Linked DNA regions of Sus scrofa: region 1 is linked to region 2. Evidence: chromatin contacts called from public HiChIP or PLAC-seq data. All regions are on one chromosome and are shown on one strand. Each heading gives the region's core, a stretch centred on a gene start, on an enhancer-like site or on the middle of the called end of the contact. The rest is flanking DNA. Distances are from core to core; before and after follow the strand shown.

Region 1 (2,872 bases), core at 115-2,614, 1.5 Mb after region 2:
TCACGAAGCCAGACGCCGCGCGTCTCCGCCCAGGACTCGGGAGACTGCAGCAGCGCGGCCGCGGCCCCGGCGGCTCCTGGAGGCGGGGAAGAGGCACGACTCCCGCAGACACGTGACCTCCTTCCAGCCGCCGCTTCCCGCGACCCAGATCCGTCCCCGGAACCCGCGCTCGGCGGGGCGGGCCGGGGGACACGTAGCGACGGCCCCAAGTCCCTGCTGCGCCCGGGTTCGCGTGCATTCGGCGTACTTCTCGCCTTGGTTCACGTGCCAGTGGCAGTAATGACTATTTCGGGGATCACCCAGGAGAATGCAGGCAGGAAAGACTTTTGGTTTGATATCTATGTAGATAGATAGATAGATAGATAGATAGATAGATAGATAGATAGATAGATAGATAGATAGATAGATAGATAGATAGGAGAGAGATTAATATATATTCTCCCTATCCCCTCCTGGCAGACCCAGTGGGGGCAATGGGCCCGGAGACCTGGGAATCCCGCAGGACGCGCTTTCCCTCGGTCTCCGATGTCCCTTGCGGCCCGCTGCGCCAGGCACCAGGGGCAGTGCGCAACTGCGGGCACCTCCCGGTAACTCTCACTAGCAGTGAGTCATGCTCCGGGGATGGCTCTGGGGAAAGGTAGCCCGGTTCGAGGTGGCCTGTGCTTTCCCCGAGCGGGGCACCGAGGCTGCAGGGCAAGCGCGCGCACGCGCACACGCGCGCGCGGGTTCCCCGTGCAGTGATGTGGCAGCAGCGGCAGGTCGGATCACGTTGCTGGCCCTGTGCTGGTACCCGTTTGAGACAGGATTAAGGAGGGAGGCTTTGGAGGTACCAGCGGTAGTAAACGTGGGCTCTGCACACTCCCGGCGTCTCTTATCACACGAAGGGGGAGGGGCGGGGAAAGTGCGCAGCGCCACCCGAGGCGCAGAGGGGCGGCGGGGCTTAGCGGGCGATTGGTAATGCTGCATTGCTTTTTCGCGGGAGCCCCTCTCTTGCCACCCCATCCTATTCCCCTCCCTCCCCGCCGCGTTCCTGAGGGAGCTCCTGAGAACCCAAACGTCGTCATCTGTGGCTGTGATTAGTGGCACCGCAATTCCGGCTGCTGCGGGAAGTTTGGACACTGTGGGGCAGAAAGACACTTGGATTGCGACATTCTGACCCAGTGGCTACATTTTCACTTATCTTAAATCTCTCGGGGAGCAGATTTCATGTTGTCCCTTTTGGGGGCAACCTCCAATCAGGTCTAGGGGTCCCCCCAGGCCACTGAGCGTAAGCAAACAAGTCTCCAAATTGTCCTTCGGGACTGAAGTTGACCCATCGCGAATTCTCTTTCTCTTTCCTTTCTCTGGTCCAAACCAACAGCACAGTCTGTGGAAAAGTAAAAAGCCACGTTCACGTTCCTATCCGTAAGGACAGACGGATTGAAGGAGTCGCACTTCCCAGCGGAGGAAGCCCAAGCTGCCCCGCACCCCCGGGCGCCCCCTCCCACTCCCCCAGCTGACTGCGCTGCCTTGGGGAAGCTTAATAGCCTGGCTGAAGTTGTTTTTCCTTTCCGGTGGCCCTGATCAGGTGTCCCCGCCCCCTCCCGCCGTCCGCCTTCCCTAGCAGCCTTCTCCCGACGCCCCCTCCTGGCCCGGCCCCTCCTCCCCCGCCCCCCTCCGGGCTGGACCGCGGATGGTACGTTCCGCACGTGAGCTGGGTGCTGGTCTGGCCGGCGACGCGCGTGCCCTGTGGCCAAACACTGCCCGGAGTGAGAGCAAACTACCAGCGCAGTGGAGCCAGCGCGAGTGTGCGTGCGTGTGTGTGCGTGTGTGTGCGAGAGAGCGAGCGCGGAGGGAGGGGGGGACCAACTGCTTCACACTTTCAACACTGCACTGAAGAGGGAGAGAGAGAGAGAGACTGGAGACGTACAGATTCCCCCCAGGATCTCCCAGGGCTACCGTCCCACAGATTATAGAACAGAACCCCAAAAATCGAAACAGAGGAAACGGACAGCGATTGAACATGGACGAAGGAATTCCTCATTTGCAAGAAAGACAGTTACTGGAACATAGAGATTTTATAGGGTAAGGTGCACGCACCCTTGCGAATATCTGTCTAGGCTTCAGTTTGATTTTTTTTTTTTTTTTTCTTCTCCAGAAAGTGGTATGGAGCGGGGAGGGCAGAGCCCCTCTCGGAATGGGTTCCTGATGCTGATTTCTATTTTGCAGACTGGATTATTCCTCTTTGTATATGTGTAAGCCCAAAAGGAGCATGAAGCGAGACGATAGCAAGGTAAGTGTAAGTTTCCGACGTTCCTCTTAACCTGCCTGGATAGTTAATTAGGGCCATTGATTTAACAGGGAAGTCTGCCCGCAAATATATTACAGATCTTGAGCTTCCCCAACTGAATTTTAAGTGGTTTGCTGGATACTCTCAGGGGGAGTTTAAACATCATACCTGAATTTAAATTGCATTTCAGAACAGTCCAGAGGAAAGAGGTTTCTTGGGCATAGTTTCTCACATAGTATGTTTTGGGGGGAGGATGGCAGGGTATTGTTAAATCCAGTGAATGAATGTTTAGTTTATTGTTTTCTCTCTTCCATGACTCTCATGTATTAAGGATACCTACAAATTACCGCACAGATTAATAGAAAAGAAAAGAAGAGACCGAATTAATGAATGCATTGCTCAGCTGAAAGACTTACTGCCTGAACATCTAAAGTTGACAGTAAGATGCACATTTTTATTCTTTGCTGCTCTCCAAGGGTGTGTTAATAGCCTGGTACTAGTCCCAGGGTTATAAGAATAAAATGTAAATATCACATGCCTTACAACTTGTGCTATAGTGGAGAGTTTCCTGCAAACTCAAGAGTAGGTGTTCACAACTGATTT
Region 2 (3,036 bases), core at 348-2,847:
TTGGTGGCTTCTTTCTTTCCTCCTGTCGGGGAAATGCCCTTTGGTTCAGGCACCTGAGGTGCAGCTTTTGATTCACAGTGAAGTCCACAGTTTCCTCCCAACCTGGCAACAGAAGGCTCCTCACTGCTGAGGAACTCTGGTAAAAGCAAAGGGAAACCTGACTCAGGAGTCTCAGCGCAGACACTCTCTTTCCTTCTCCAAAAGAAAGAGCCTTCAGCGATGATGAGTGAGGATCCTGAATCAGTTTATGGAGTTAATTTTTTTCACCAGAAAACAACTGTAGGACCTGGGCACACAAAATCTCCAAGCAAGAAATAGAAAGGGTTTGAAACCACAAATAAGCAAAAATCAGAATTCTACACTTCCACTTGTCAAAATACCCTTTAGCTCTCGACAGGCCATTGCTTTCCCTAAATACCAAACTTAGACACTCAATCAGGTTCTTCATCTATTGCTCTCTGCACTTCTTATTGAAAGGAAGGATTTGTTTTGGTCCCACATGTTGGAAAATTCATGTTCCTATAATTAAGAGTTTGTATGCCACGCCTTCTGCCACATTTCCCTGTAAAAACTCCCTTCTCTAAAAAGGATCCATGAAAACAACTACCAGCCCTCATCTTTCTCTCAAGCAATCCACAGAAGACAGATCCAAAGGTTCTCGGCAGCCTTCCTAACCCCTCCAGATCACAAAGTTGGCAAGCCATGGGATTCTCCGCTAAAATGTAAGAATGAAAACGAGTTGGCGTTGAAGTGTGCCCCCAAGAGACCGGTTTTCCCACAGGCTCAATGAATTTCCCACACCCCAAATGAATTCCTCAAATCTTGACTATGGAAAAGGATTTTTTATGTTATTATGTAAGAATATATAAACATAACAATGACAGTCTTTCATTTAAAGCAACGCATAATAGGCCACAGGAGAACCAAAAAAATACAAAACTTTTCTCCTCTCTCAAAGAGCATAATGTTTGAGTCCATATTTCATAAACTTTTAGTGACATTTTAAAAGAACACCCCTACACACACACACACACACACACACACACACACACACACACACACACACACACACCACTCCTCTGATCGGGGTTCTCAAGTATTATTAGAAGACTAGGGTGTGGGGGGTTTAAGGACACAGTCAAGATTTTACATGTCGAATTCCGGAGGTATTTTTCCCATACAAACTAGTTGAGAGCCCCAGTTGTTAAGCCCTACCGCACCCCGCAAAAAGTGTGGGTTCCCACTGGGAGAGAGGAGTGAGCTGGGAGAGAGGAGTGAGCTGGAAAAGGAAATCGAGTGGGGAAAAGGAGGAGCAGCTACAACCACACAACGGTGCCACTGCTTGCCGGTCCCCAAGAGAGGACAAACGCCCTTACCTGGGGGAGGAGAGCCGCCCGCACGAGTTGCAAAAGTTCTGGTTCACCTTCGCTCGGAGTTCAAAGCGCCGGCCCTCTGCCCCCACGGCAGTCTGGCCACTCCGAGTCCTCTCCCGGCCGGCTCCCGCCTTCCCCACCCTCTCGGCCCTACACCATGTCAGGAATCCGGGCAGGCACCGAGCTGGGAGCTGACATCACTCCCAGTTCCAGGTACCTCCCCTCCCTCGCGCCCGCCCGCCCGCCTCCCTCCCCGCAGAAATTAGCCAAAGAGAGGACGCCGGGGGGGCGTTGGCGCGCCCCCGCTCGCGCTGATTGGGCCCGCGGGCTGTCAGTCAGAGGAGCCCACTAATTTTACACATTCCTCGCTGAGCCCGGCAAGGGCTGGAAGTGGGTGTTGATGGAAAAAAAATGCTGCCTTTCCTGCTATCTCTAAGGGAGGGAGAATAATGGTACGAGGAAGATCCTTGCGGGTGGCGTTTTAAACTTTTCTTGGCGCATTTACCCTCTCCCAGGTCGGAAACGAAACTAACCCACCCAAGCCCCCTTTTGAAGGAAAAACAGTCGCCTCTGTGTCACGGGCAAGTCCGAGTCCGGCGGCGCGTGGAGCAGAAAATGGCTAGCTTGAAGTCAGGCAAATAAAGGAAAACGCCAGCTCCCTCTGCTAACCCTTTTATCTTGGGACGGCTGGGCGTTCCCTTAGACGGGAAATTTAGAACTTCAAAAGCACTTCGGGAAGATGTGAAGGAGAATCCTAGAAACCGCGACCCAGCTCTGGGTTGTTAACCGGGGGTGTTATCCACCATGCGGCGGCTTTTGCTTTTAGCGATGGAAACCCAGCACACGAGCTTCCAGGCAAATAAAATTGAACCTCTGAAGAACAATTACTATTTACCTTTTTAAAGATCTTAAGGCTGCTGTTTCCATGCACAATTGAAGGGGGATGGGGGTGGGGGAACCTCACAATTGAGTTCAGCAAGCCACAGGAGAATAATTACTGTTGAATGGAACCAATTGCAGTGGCTGAGGAATCAATTAAGAATTAACTAACGTTTACGCTGACAGCTATCAGGCAGTATAATACTCCCGGCCAACAAAACAGAAAGATTCCCAGGAAATGGGTCTTTCAGTTTGCCTAATAACTGCTTGCAAGGCAGGACTAAATGGTGAAAAGTGGCCCTCTTTACATGATATATAGATATATTATCCATCATCTTCTGGAATTACAATGAATGAATTATTGGTTTCCTGTTGGATTTTATTGTTTGTTTTTTTGATGGATGACACGTCATACATTTCACCATCCTGCCAAAAATTGTAGAAGGGAGGCAGAGAGTCCACCATTGTGTCTCACTTCAATCTTCACATCCATCCTGTAAAGTGAGTGTCATTAGCCTCATTTTAACCTAAAGGAATCCAAGGCTCAGCAAGCTTAGGTAAGTAAATTGCTCCAGAACACCCAGGACTGGGGTTGAAACCCAGGTTCATTTGACTCTGAAGCTATTTATTCTCTTTAAAGTAGTGATTGCCCACAGTCTACACTCACTCCAACACTATCATGCTAAAAAAAAAAAAAAAAAAAAAAAAAATCTGAAGACCCAGATAATGCTCACAGACCTGCTCTTTTACCATGATGCTGTTTGTCAAACCTACACAAATTCCA

Evidence for each region. HiChIP or PLAC-seq counts read pairs in DNA pulled down with a chosen protein or histone mark.
Region 1: a contact with region 2 is called in an H3K27ac HiChIP or PLAC-seq map of skeletal muscle, with 4 times the contacts expected there. The contact joins the promoter of BHLHE41 here to the promoter of PPFIBP1 in region 2. A contact is called at or near these places in 1 of 47 Hi-C or Micro-C datasets (heart right ventricle) and 1 of 2 datasets of contacts at active chromatin or transcription factors (skeletal muscle).

The regions. Positions count from the first base shown.
Region 1 is chr5:47,686,298-47,689,169 of Sscrofa11.1, forward strand. BHLHE41 (class E basic helix-loop-helix protein 41) reads left to right here and starts at 1,365. Exons shown (of 5, transcript XM_003355541.4): 1 at 1,365-2,064; 2 at 2,209-2,272; 3 at 2,601-2,708. The coding sequence starts at 2,003.
Region 2 is chr5:46,221,297-46,224,332 of Sscrofa11.1, forward strand. PPFIBP1 (liprin-beta-1) reads right to left here and starts at 1,598. Exons shown (of 28, transcript XM_021092144.1): 1 at 1,377-1,598.